3 separate regions of the Mus musculus genome follow, and regions 1 and 3 are each linked to region 2. A link is a contact called in public HiChIP or PLAC-seq data. All regions are on one chromosome and are shown on one strand. Each heading gives the region's core, a stretch centred on a gene start, on an enhancer-like site or on the middle of the called end of the contact. The rest is flanking DNA. Distances are from core to core; before and after follow the strand shown.

Region 1 (4,247 bases), core at 576-3,075, 600 kb before region 2:
CCAGATCAGTCCATTCTCTCCAGAGCTCCAGAGAGCAGTTCTGAGACCACCCTACACAGCACACAATTGGCCGCCAGCACTAATCCTCTGAGTTCTTGCCCTTGCCCTGCCACTTTAGGATAAATGACTCCTCTCCCACCGCCCAGGTTACAGGAGCCGTCTTGAGGGTACATTTGGGAACAGGGCTGGCCTCGGGGGAGGAGCTAGATGGTTTAGGGGTGCTGGGATGGGAAGATTAAGCTTAGAACTGTGACATCACAGACCTTTCTGGAAAGGAATCTCACTTCTCTCTAGACCACAGCTTCCTTCTGTGAAAGGAATGAGCTGAGCCCCTATATACACTCAGGATTATCTCCTACCCCCAGGCCCCTGCCTCCCTGACTGTGAACTTTACCTGCTTCTGCCTCTATGGGTGCACACACACTCACACACGGGCTATGATTTTAATTTGCTTTATTTAGTTTGCAAGGGAGCAGGTTGTTGCAAGACTGCAGAGGAAAGAGCTGGACCTGTACTCTCCTACAGCCACGGGCTGAAGACAAGAGAGGCTGCAAGTCCATTGGGCAGAGCTCCCTGTAATGAAAGAAGGGAATCATGAGGAAGGACAGTCCTTGTACCCCAAGACCTTGTTTTCCCTTACTCCGCCTCCTCTGGATCCCCCCCTTTCCACACCTGCCTTCAGCTCCAGGGCGCAGAGCAGGGAATCAAGCCAACTGGGGGGCTGGTGCAGGGGGAGAGCTGCACTCCAGGAAGTCCACCTGTGTTCTCCTCCTCGGCTCTCTTCCCATACCTGGGAAGGAAGACAGCTGGGATAAGTATAGTTCTCACTGTCAGTCACCTGCTTTGTATCCCCCACGTAGACGCTTTCCTGCCCACGGCCCATGGATCCAAGCCACTCAGAAGTATTTTTTTCTCAGAGCAGGCATTGAAGAGACTAGGGTTAAAGAGCTCTCTCTCTCTCTCTCTCTCTCTCTCTCTCTCACACACACACACACACACACACACACACACACACACACCACCCTACCTAGGCCTGGTCAGTGTGTTGATGTATCTGCGGAGCTGAGTTTCATATTGTGCCATCTGCTCAGGTGTCGCATAGTCGCCTGGGTACATTGGCTCCAGGGGGGCTCCCCAGGTCCCCTGCAGGGGCTGCAGCAGCAGAGCCACCCAAGTGGATACGAGAAACAGGGAGAGGCAGCAGTATGCGACGGCCATCTAATGAACAAGGAATCGTGGAAGCAGAACACAGCCCATCAGCAGATCCTCCTGTGTCCAAGACCTACCTGCCCAGCCACCACCTACCACACATTTCTTCAAGCCAAGCCTGGGGACAAGGGCAGACCCAGGAGCCACCAGCATCAACCACCTTCCTTCCCTAGAAAACAGGACACCTCCACATACACACCCCTCAAGCCAGCAGCCAGAGTACCCAAGCCTTGGCAACATAAAAAAACAGCAGAAGAACTAGGTATGAAGGCTGGATACACAGGACTTAGGACACTGATGGCTCTGAGGAGGCAGGAGTAGCCAGAGCTGGTGGGAACCACAGGGTGGGGGACACAGAATTAACTTGTAAAGCAAAGGGACAGAAGTCTATGACACGGTGGGTCCTGCTTTCCACTGACAGGTTTGTCCAGATGCAGAGAAAGACCCAAGGAGGACTTTAGGTCCCTTGAGGGATCCAGCCCTACGAAGCACCAATTCCGACCCTCCATCACCAGCCTCAACCCAAGGAGTCCCCAGAGGCAGGACAGAGTGAGCTCACTTACCCTGTGTGCTGAGCTAGTGAGTGTTGGGCCCAGACACCTACCTCCTGCTGGACTGTCTCCCTGTTCATGGCTGTGCCCCTTTATAGTCCTCAGCACCCCCAGAGTCCCCGCCTCCTGTCAGCCTTTCTTGCTGCCAGCCTTTAACCACCACCACCCCCCTTTTGCTCTCTGCCTGGTTTCTGAAACACGGGCACTGTGGCCAGAAACAGGAAAGCACCAGGTCAGCATTCTAGATGTCGGAGGAGCACAGAAGAAAAAACTGGACCATGACAAGGTCTCATGGGGGTCCGTATCCAGCTTTGGACACCAGAAGAGGTTTGATTCATAAATGACAGGATCCTGACATGGTAACCCAAAGGTTCTAGCCACTAGCCTCAGCATGGCCTCCCCAGAGACAACCCCAGTCGCCAATAGGCTTTCCTTGGGGTCTGGATAGAAGCTGAAGCTAGGCTTTACCCCTACCATGAGGGATGGAATTCGGGCCTTCAATCCAGCTAGATCAAGGAAGGGACAGAGATGTCTCACATCCTAAAGCCACTTGGAAGGGAGTGGAGAAAGCCATTTGATGCGTGTATCGAATGCCAGCTTAGGTCCTGTGGGCCAGGGTTCAGAGGCCACAGGGTTCGTGGGGAAGGGACAGTTCCTGGCAGCTGTTTCCTTTCCCAGCACAGAGCTCTGTCCCAGGGGAGTGCTAAAAACCAGCATCACTTATAAGCTTCAAGTTGCCCCCCAAAAAATGCCATGCTGTCGTCCCACTGAACCCCTACAAGGGAACCTATTTAACAGACAAAAAGTGGGGAGACTACCAGAGGAGGGAACGCTTGTCCAAGACTCAGGGTCAGCCTTCACTTCCTCCCCTGAGAGATTCTTCTGGTGCCACTGCGTGACAGGAGAAGCCACTTGTCCCTTTCATGTTCAGTGTCCTTTTCCCAGACAGACCTCCACCCTGCTCAAGCCAAGAGCAGTCACTGGCTCTGTTTATTTTGACCCCTGTGAAGGGAGCAAGGGCCTCTCTCTCTCCCGATGTTCTGCTCTCAGGACAGAACAAGAATCATCACCGCGGGCTCTGGGAACGCAGGAAGTGAGAGGGGAGAAGGTGACAGCAGGCATCTGTCCTGATAAGGTTAGAGGTCAGATAGGCCTAGCTCCAATTGAAGTCCGCGTCACTGCCCTCCTGTTGGGAGCATGATCCAATTAGAGCTCCTAGGGTTCGATTTCTTACTCTGTAAGGTGGGCTCATTGCATCCATCCCCAGACTTGAAGAATCAAAGAGCCTTTTCCTCTCGGCTCTCATTTAAGGTAGCAAGAAGAGCACCAGCCGCTCAAAGTAAGTAGAGTTCATTTCTCAGCGATCCTGGCCCCTTCTCTGGGCTCAGGTTTCCCACTATGCAAAACCAGTGGCTAGTTCCGACTCGAGCCTCATGGCTGCCACCAGGGGGCGCCTGGCTCCGGCGCCGGTTTTAAGGATCCGGGTTTCCAGGGGCTCTAAACCTTGTGTTCTGGATTTTACTCCAGGTAAAAAGACTGTATCCGGGGAATGAGTCTGGTGTGGGAACTATTTACAGTTTGTCACGCAAGTCAACCAGCTTTGCTTGGTCCCAAGAAATCACAGCTGCTCTTCAAATGTCAACCCAATAGATCGAAATGACAGATTCCAGGGTCTCTGCAGGGGTAGTAGTGACAATCCAGGAGGAAGTAGTGCCTGTGCCTTCTAAATATTATGGTCACATCTGGAACACAGAGATAGCTCCTGATAGCCTTTGTGGGCTCCTGAAGTGCTTGCATAGAGCTTCCAGGAAGACACACGTGCTCACCTGCAGATAAACCAAGTCACTAGTGGCTCCTTAGTAGCCACGTGCTCTCTGGACAAGGAAGATAGCTACCGGCCAATGTGATAATGGGGTTAGGAGAACAGTCCAGAAACACGAGGGTGAATGAAGTAGGTGAAGGAAGGAAGGAAGGAAGGAAGGAAGGAAGGAAGGAAGGATGGAAGAAAGGAAGTGCAGAGACCCCAAATACAACCTACACGACAGGCATTTGGCTAGCATCCTGTGCTCTGTCATACCCTTTCCTGGCTCTCTTACCTCAGCCCCTGCTGCTCTTAGAGCACAGGCCAAGAAAGAGTCATTCAGGGCACACGGGGTTTTGTTTGATTCTGTTCAGTAGTGTGTATGGTGTTGGGGGTGGTGAGTATGTGAGGGGCCTGGGGGTGGATATGGGTACAAGTATGTGTAGGTGCATATACATATAGGTGTGTGTGAGAGAGGGTTTGTGTATATGTGGGTGTATGCCCATGTCCTCACCTCAGGTGGTGTTTCTCAAACACCATCCACCTTGTTTTCTGAGTCAGGGTCTCTCACGGGGACCTGGGACTCACGCCGAGGCTGAACGGACCGGCCAGGGAGCTGCAGGGATCCACCTGTCTCACTGCTCTTATGCTGGAATCATACTTATGTACCACTAGGACTGCCTTCC
Region 2 (3,723 bases), core at 1,187-3,686:
TCAACATCACCACAGAAAACACTAAGTATCAAACTCAACTGCTCCCTGGAGTCCCCAGGAACCTCACAGCTGCAAATAAAGCCCCAAAGTCCCTGCCTCTTATTCTCTCTTCTTATAATCTGAAATTTGGAGTCAAACGACAGAACTGGTTGTGCTATATTCCCACGGAAGCCCCGAGCTCCTCACAAGCTGTGTTAGCTCTTTTCCATTTATAGACCGAGTGGTTCTTGCCAGTGGGATCAGGGACAGCTGCGTCAGTGTGTCATATTTCCAGCATGTTCTCAACGAACTGAACTTCAGTGTGAGCGTCTCTAGTATGTGTCCCATACCCAAAAATTACTTTTGGATTTGAAAAAAATAAAAATTAAAAAAAAAAAAAAACCTTCCATTTCTTTACATAAAGAAGGTACATCCAGGAGCTGGAAGATGACTCAGTGGCTAAGAGCACTGGCTGCTCTTCCAGAAGTCCTGAGTTCAATTCCCAGCAACCACATGGTGGCTCACAACCATCTGTAATGAGGTCCGATGTATTCTTTTGGTGTGTCTGAAGACAGCTACAGTGTACTCATATACATAAAATTAATAAATCTTTTTAAAAAAGAATGTACATGCATATTTATATCTATGCTCACCATACCTTTTGATTCTCCTTACTAGTCCCTGAATTTTGACTTTAAGGACACTAGATAAGCCCGTTCTCCAAACCTGCTCATTGTGATAGACATCAAAGAACAAAGCCTTTGATGAGCAGTTGACTCTCACAGTAGCACTTTGTGTTTTCAAGAGACGCCTCCACCGTGTGGAAGGATAACAGTTTCTCTGGTATTTAGTGCAGATGCAGCAAAGTTTACTTTTGAGCTGATTGTATTCATTTATTAGATTTGCACTTCTTTCACATGCGTGCCTGTTACCCACGGAGGTCAGAACGGATTGTCCAATCCCCTTAAACTAGAACTACAGATGGTTGTGAGCCACTGTGTAGGGTCTGGAAATGGAACTCAGGTCCTATGTAAGAGCAACAAGTGCTCTCAACTACTGAGCCATCTTTCCAGCCCCCAACTCAATTATATTAAAAAGGAAGTCTCTACAGGACAATCTCAGGGCAAGAGAGGTAGGGAATCTAATCTATGCATATAATCTAACTGTTTCTGTTGGGAGTGGAACGGGGAGGGATGAACACCGCACAAATATCAGATTAGAAAAGTGGGTGTCTTGATCGCCTCTGATACATAAATACAGCTTTAAATTACAAATTTCTAAATTAGTGAGTCTCCTTGGTCTGGTTTGCCAGGGTCTCACTTGGCAAGCCCAAAGTTGGCCACCCACTTGCTGACCTCTGCAGGGCTGGGATTATAATCACGCATCACATCACAGCATACTGTGACGAATCTGCATTTGAGTATTTGAGACAGGGTTTCTCTGTGCCCCGGCTGTCCAGGAACTCACTGCGTAGACCACAAAGGCCAGTCTCTGCCTCCTGAGAGCTGGGATTAAAGGTTTGTGCCCCACCCACGAACCTGCTTCTTTTTGGTTGTTTTGTTTTTTCAACAAAAAAGGGTTTCTCTGTGTAGACCACGATGGCCTTGAAAATCACAGAGATCAGCCTCCTGAGTGCTAGGACTAAAGATGTGCACCAGCCACCATTCCATACAAATACCTTATCTGTTTCCAGTTTGTCTTCATCACAGGGTACCGCCCCACCCAACACACATTAATAATTACTGAATTTCCCAAGGTTGCTTATCGTGAAAAGATCTCCATTACCTTACCAATTGAGGACTCTACTGAAATTGGAGCCAAAAGGGAACTTCCCACAGGCTTTTGTCATGGGACAGCCCTGAGACTACCCGCTAATGGGCAGACATCTCAAAAACATTTTACTCCCCACTCTAAACATCGCAAACCATAGAAATGGAACTATTAGACGTTTATGATCGAACTGCCATTTACACATCTTAATGGCTTCAGGATACTCTCTAGCACATCCAAAGGCACCCAGGGAGCCTTGTTGCCCGGAATATGGGGATCCCATCCTCTCTGTACACCTGCAACCCAAAATCTGGCGAGGGAGCAGCAGCCCACTTCTCCCTCAGTTATGCTTCTTTCCGGTAAAACCACTAAGCCTTCGTGACAGCAAAAGGAAAGAGAGATGTGAAGTAACGAAAGAGGTTCCCAGATTTCTCCGTGAGGTTGATAGGATGTGTCCCGACTACTCTACTCACCAGGAAAGCAGAGAGGATACCCTGCAGGGCGTCCAGCTTCTCTTCCTCCTCCTCCTCCTGTAGGACGCCAAGGATGTAAGCGGCGTAAACGGCTCGGTCCACTCCCAGCGCCTCCAACCGTCCGTCAAGCCAGGATCCAAAAGCCCCGCCATCGCCTTCACCGAGGACTGCCGCGGCCACTTCGCTGGGCGCCGCCATGCTGGGGACAGGGTCCTGCCGGACCCGAGGGTGCCTACCGCAGTGCCTGTCGGGCCGCGCCACTGGGCCAGCGCGCATGCCCGGAGAGGGATCCTCCACCCCTGCGCGCCGGGCTGTGATCCGCGGTTTGAGGTATCTTTATGTCCTCGCAGCTAGCGCTTCTCGGTGTAAGCGTGGTCGCATGGGCACCCAGGAACACCGGCAGGTGAGTTTTGAACCGGTTCGTTATAGTTGGCAACGATCGGATTCAGTGTCATTGTCAGACACGTGACAGAGAGCTCAGAGGACTGCTCACCACGGATTCCAGCAGTTCTGCTCTGCGCCCGGCAGGTTCTTGTGGAATGTGAAGCCAGGATGCCCCACTGAGTCTTGTGTTCCGGAATACCACCTTCACTGCCATTCCAAGCCGCCTTCCCTGAAAACCCAAATTTCAGAAAACGTTCTCTGACTCATTTCTGTACAGAGACACATAGCAGGTTCTCAACAGTTAAACATGCAGCCTCGGAGTCATTGCTTTTAATTATTGCTTCCGTGTTTCCACAGGTATACCTTTGAGGACTGTCTTAGAGTTTCTGTTGAGATAAGACACCATGGCCAAAGCAACTAGGAGAGAAAAGGTTTATTTCAGCTTCCACTCTCAGGTCACGCCCCATTACTAAGGGGAAGTCACAGGAACTCAAGGCTCGAACCTGGAAGCAGGAGCCTTGGAAGATTGCTGTTTAATGGCTTGCTCCTCTTGCCTTGCTCAGATTGCTTTCTTCCACCATCTAGGAGACACCTGCCCAGGGGTGGCACCAGCCACAATAAGTTGGGCTCTCCCACAACAATCACTAATCAAGACAATGTCCCACAGGCCAATCTTATAGGAGGTCGTTCTCTAAATTCCCCTCTTCCCAAATGACTGTAGACACATGACAGCCAACCCAAGAAACAAGTTCTGTCCTCTGCCAGGGACGGTGCTAAGAGGTTCCCATGAAGTATCTGTTGCCATCTTCCCAACAACCCAGCGAGGAGATGCCTTTATGTTCGATTAAAAGATAAGGAAACTGGAGCGATGGCTCAGCTGATAAGAGCACTGGCTGCTCTTCCAGGGACCCAGTTCAGGGGATCTGGCACCCTCACACAGACAAACATGCAGGCAAAACATCAATGACATATATATATATGGGTAAGGAAATGACACACCATGAGAGAGAACCTAAGAGGGGACAGAACTCTACCAGCAGAATGCCAGCTCTGGCCTGAGGTGGGCTAGACTCAAACTACAGAGGAGGAGGAGGAGGAGGCTGTGCAGGGGCCTTTA
Region 3 (4,158 bases), core at 1,163-3,662, 550 kb before region 2:
TGACCAGCCTTACAGCACTGCCTGTCTAGTTTTCTAAGTTGGAGAATGGAAATACCAATGAGGAAAGACCCAAAGGTCAGACTCTCCTCCCACTCCAGACTCCCGGGCCAGTATGTGTGGGTGTGTTGAAGGGACAGTTTCCAGGAAAGGGTCAACACACTCACCCAGCAGCCTCTGGATTTTTTTTTCCTTCATGGCTACGACCCAGAATCTCTCACATATACCACAGGACTGCACCCCCAGTCCAGCATCCTGGAAATAATACAGAATTCTCAGGTGGCCACTGTGCCTCTTTTAGGTGGTACCCTGGGGGGCCTGGCCTGAGGGGTCGGGGGGGGGGGATCCACACTAAGAGGTAGGTGTGGTGACACATGCCTGTACTCCCTGAACTCAAGATGCTGAGGTGAGTTCCAAGACAGCCTGGTCTATAAAGCAAGGCACCTTTTCAAAACAGGCAGAAGATCAGCGAGACAACAAAACCATTAGGGAAGATATGATACAATGGCTGGTGTCTGAGCTGTGTGACCTTGGCTGAGTCACCTTCCCGTTACAATGACAGAATCCCATTTCCTCCTCTATAACAACAGGGGCCTGGACTGGATAGAGGGTATCCAGGGCAGGACAGGATTAACAGGGAGCAGATGGGGGGAGGTTCACAGGCACACGCCGCCCTGAGCATCCCTGCTGATGAACCAAGGATCCTCTGCTCCTATCTAGTTCTGGGTCTCAAGATCCTGGGCTGCAAATGGGGTGATTGGTACAACACCTCCCCTGGGGTCACCTTGAGGATGACGGAAAGGGGTTTCACAGAGCCCAGCATTCTATCTGGGACATGTCACCTAGTATCCTCCATCTGGAATGTAATAGGTTTGTTTTTGTTCTCTTCTTATTCTTAAGCATTTTTTTTTTCTGTCTCTGGCAAGTAACAGAAGCCTTCAATCACAAGCCTCATAGGCATAGATTTTAGCTTTAAACAGCCTAAAGCATTAACAGGAACAGAGGAGCATTTGAGGCTGTGACAGTGCTTCCTCAGGGTGGCTCCAGTGTTCTGCAGGTGACAAACCCTGACTGACCTGATCATGAACTCAGACAAGATTTTCTTTTCTTCTTCTTCTTCTTTTTAAAAGATTTATTTATTTATTTTATGTATATAAACATCTACATACTGTAGCTGTACAGATGGTTGTGAGCCTTCATGTAGTTGTTGGGAATTGAATTTAGATGGCTCCGGTCAACTCTGCTTGCTCAGTCCCTGACTCACTCTGGCCCAAAGATTTATTTATTATTATAAATAAGTACACTGCAGCTGTATTTAGACACACCAGAATGATGGCATCAGATCTCACTATGGGTGGTTGTGAGCTACCATGTGGTTGCTGGGATTTGAACTCAGGACCTTCGGGAGAGCAGTCAGTACTCTTACCCGCTGAGCCATCTCACCAGCCCAAATGAGATTTTCTTAAGACAGGGTTTAGGCCAGGCAGTGGTGGCGCATGCCTTCAATCTCAGCACTTGGAGGCAAAGGCAGGCAGATCTCTGAGTTCAAGGCCAGCCCAGTCTACAGAGTGAGTTCTAAGACAGCCAGGGCTACACAGAGAAACCCTGTTCCTTAAAAGAAAAAGAGCAGGGTTCCTTAGCTTAGGCTGGCCTTGAATTGCTTATAAAGTCAAGGATGACCTTGAGCCTGATCCTTCTGATTCCTCCATGTGGAGGACATTCCCAAATGTGGCCATCACCGCCCCCCCCCCCGTTCATTTTGTTTTGTTTTGTGTTTTTGTCTATTTTTTTAGGTTTATTGTTGTTGTTGTTGTGTTTCTTGTTTTTTGAAGTGGGATCATCTCTCTATAATATGTAGCCCCTTGGCTGTCCTGGAACTCTCAAAGTAGACCAGACTGACCTTGAACTCGTGGATACAGGCCTGCCTCTGCCTCAGGAGTTCTGGGTTTTATCTTTTGAGACAAGGCTCCCCCGCTATGTAGCCTATGTTCTCCTCCTGCCCGGACCTCCAAGGAACTGAGAGTACAAATATGTCACACCAAGTCCTGCTTGACAACAGGACTTTGTATCCATATGCTGCAGTGAGGACCACACCCCCTGTGTTCAACTTTCCCAGACTCCTTCCAACTCAAATCACTTGCATGACCCTGCAAATTCGCACGCACACCTAGGACATCTGAGCGCTTTCTAAATCCAGCATTTTGGTAGCAGATCAAAGAGCTCCACCACTCTAAATCTGACCTTCGTGACCCTCACTAACGGTTCCGTACCCCCATACACAAGGGGCGGAGAAGTCTAGAGGCGCCACCCTCTGGTCTGTGACTTGCCACACCTCAAACGCACCCAGAAGCCACTCCGGGCCTCCTATCCCATCCCGCCCCGAGTCTGATCCAGCCCAGATCAGCGGCAAGTTAAGAACCCCTAGTGCTGTGCGCTCCAGAGCGACCGTCACCTGTGGGTGGGGGGGACGAGTGGGTTTGGTTGTCGTCATGGCGACGGCGTGGGTGGCCACAGCCCTGCGGTCTGCTGCAGCGGCCAGAAGGTTGCGCAGCCCGGGAGGTCCTGGGGGCTCACGGAGACTGAGTGGCAGCGCGCGGCGGCGCGGGGCAAAGAGCGCCAGCCCGGGACGCCGGCTCAGCACCGCCAGGGCTCACGCAGAGGACGCCGAGGGCGCTAAGGGTCGTGTCCAGTCTCCTGCGGTCGAGGAGCCGTCGTGGACACCGCTTCCAACGCCCCTCGAATCCCCTGCGCCTCCCGCCGGCAGATCACTGGTGCAGCGGGACATCCAGGCCTTCCTGAACCAGTGTGGTGCCAGCCCGGGGGAAGCACGCCACTGGCTCACGCAATTCCAGACCTGCTACCATTCGGTGGACAAGCCCTTCGCCGTCATGGAGGTAAGCCGATCCCGGTGTCGTCGTGTCACTGTCATGAGATGGTGACTGTTCAATAGTACGTCGTAGGTCTCAGCATGCCTAACTGTGAATCTGGAGAGCAGAGGCGTTGAGTTAGTGCTGGGGATGGAGAAAGCCATAAGGCTACGAAAACCGCCCTTGGCGCTAAGGAGAAGGCTGGGAAGCCCGGGCCTCCAGAAGTGATGTCTGACAAAGGCCTCTCACCGTGGAAGCAGTTAGGGGTTCAGTCGGCTGAGCTGTCGCACTACCCCTCCCCCCAAGGTGTCCCAGAGTCCAAGGCCGCTGGGAGGAGCTGAGGGAGGAACATTAGTGCTAGATAAGGGGGTGGCTAAGACCCAACGGGCAAAGGGCGGAGCAGTCGGCCAAAAGTGGGGCCCAATGGCTCCTAAGTAGAATGTGGTCACTGAGGGTCCTAAAGCCCGATTAGGAACAGGCGGCTTAGAGTCAGTGTCGCGTCCCTGAACGTCCACTTCTGTACAGGTCGATGAGGAGGTGATCCGGTGCCCGCAGGCGGTATCCCGCCTGGCTTTCGCCCTGGCCTTCTTGCAACGCATGGACATGAAGCCACTGGTGGTTCTGGGGCTGCCTACCCCCACGGCACCTTCTGGCTGTCTTTCCTTCTGGGAAGCTAAGGCGCAGCTTGCTCAGAGCTGCAAGGTGCTGGTGGATGAACTAAGGCACAACGCGGCTACTGCTGTGCCCTTTTTTGGCGGCGGATCAGTACTGAGCGCTGCGGAGCCAGCTCCCCATGCCAGGTTAGTGTCAACCCAACCTGCCCCGGCATCCTCAGAGAGGGCGGACCACTCTGCTGGCCCTGCCCTGGTCCCGCTCAAGCACCACATCTGGCCCACAGCTACGGTGGCATCGTCGCGGTGGAGACAGACCTGTTGCAGTGGTGTCTGGAATCCAACAGCATCCCCATCCTGTGCCCCATTGGGGAAACGGCTGCGCGCCGTTCCGTGCTCCTTGACTCGCTGGAGGTGACTGCATCTCTAGCCAAGGCTTTGCAGCCCACCAAAATCATCTTCCTCAATAATTCAGGCGGCCTGCGGAATAACAGTCAGAAGGTGCGCCCCTCTCCTGTGCCACGTCATAACACTAAGCAAGACTGAGTCCCCGGCCCTGTGACCCCTACGTAAACCCATAACAGGCTACAGTCACTCTCAAGCCAATAGAGTAGGAAGACCTAACAGAAGATCGGGGGGGGGGGGGGTGGTGTTCCTCGGTTCCCAGATCTGAGCGCTTCCCA

Evidence for each region. HiChIP or PLAC-seq counts read pairs in DNA pulled down with a chosen protein or histone mark.
Region 1: an H3K4me3 HiChIP or PLAC-seq map of bone marrow-derived macrophages shows a contact between it and region 2, with 5 times the contacts expected there. The contact joins the promoter of Ppy here to the promoter of Ccdc43 in region 2. A contact is called at or near these places in 2 of 115 datasets of contacts at active chromatin or transcription factors (bone marrow-derived macrophages and large pre-B cells) and 1 of 9 other capture datasets (liver).
Region 3: an H3K4me3 HiChIP or PLAC-seq map of bone marrow-derived macrophages shows a contact between it and region 2, with 2.8 times the contacts expected there. The contact joins the promoter of Nags here to the promoter of Ccdc43 in region 2. A contact is called at or near these places in 3 of 39 promoter capture datasets (the 3T3-L1 cell line and embryonic stem cells), 2 of 115 datasets of contacts at active chromatin or transcription factors (bone marrow-derived macrophages and pancreatic cancer cells) and 1 of 9 other capture datasets (liver).

What each region holds. Positions count from the first base shown.
Region 1 is chr11:102,099,494-102,103,740 of GRCm38.p6, forward strand. Ppy (pancreatic polypeptide) reads right to left here and starts at 1,826. Exons shown (of 4, transcript NM_008918.2): 1 at 1,773-1,826; 2 at 1,028-1,218; 3 at 673-790; 4 at 438-573. The coding sequence starts at 1,218. The coding sequence ends at 679.
Region 2 is chr11:102,695,289-102,699,011 of GRCm38.p6, forward strand. Ccdc43 (coiled-coil domain containing 43) reads right to left here and starts at 2,437. Exons shown (of 5, transcript NM_025918.3): 1 at 2,223-2,437. The coding sequence starts at 2,420. Gm34392 (a long non-coding RNA gene) reads left to right here and starts at 2,491. Exons shown (of 2, transcript XR_389053.1): 1 at 2,491-2,552; 2 at 2,652-2,926.
Region 3 is chr11:102,143,101-102,147,258 of GRCm38.p6, forward strand. It overlaps Nags (N-acetylglutamate synthase), which reads left to right and starts at 2,413. Exons shown (of 7, transcript NM_145829.2): 1 at 2,413-2,891; 2 at 3,390-3,664; 3 at 3,763-3,976. The coding sequence starts at 2,487. It overlaps Gm11586 (a long non-coding RNA gene), which reads right to left and starts at 3,207. Exons shown (of 3, transcript XR_880227.3): 1 at 3,114-3,207; 2 at 2,450-2,981; 3 at 1-252.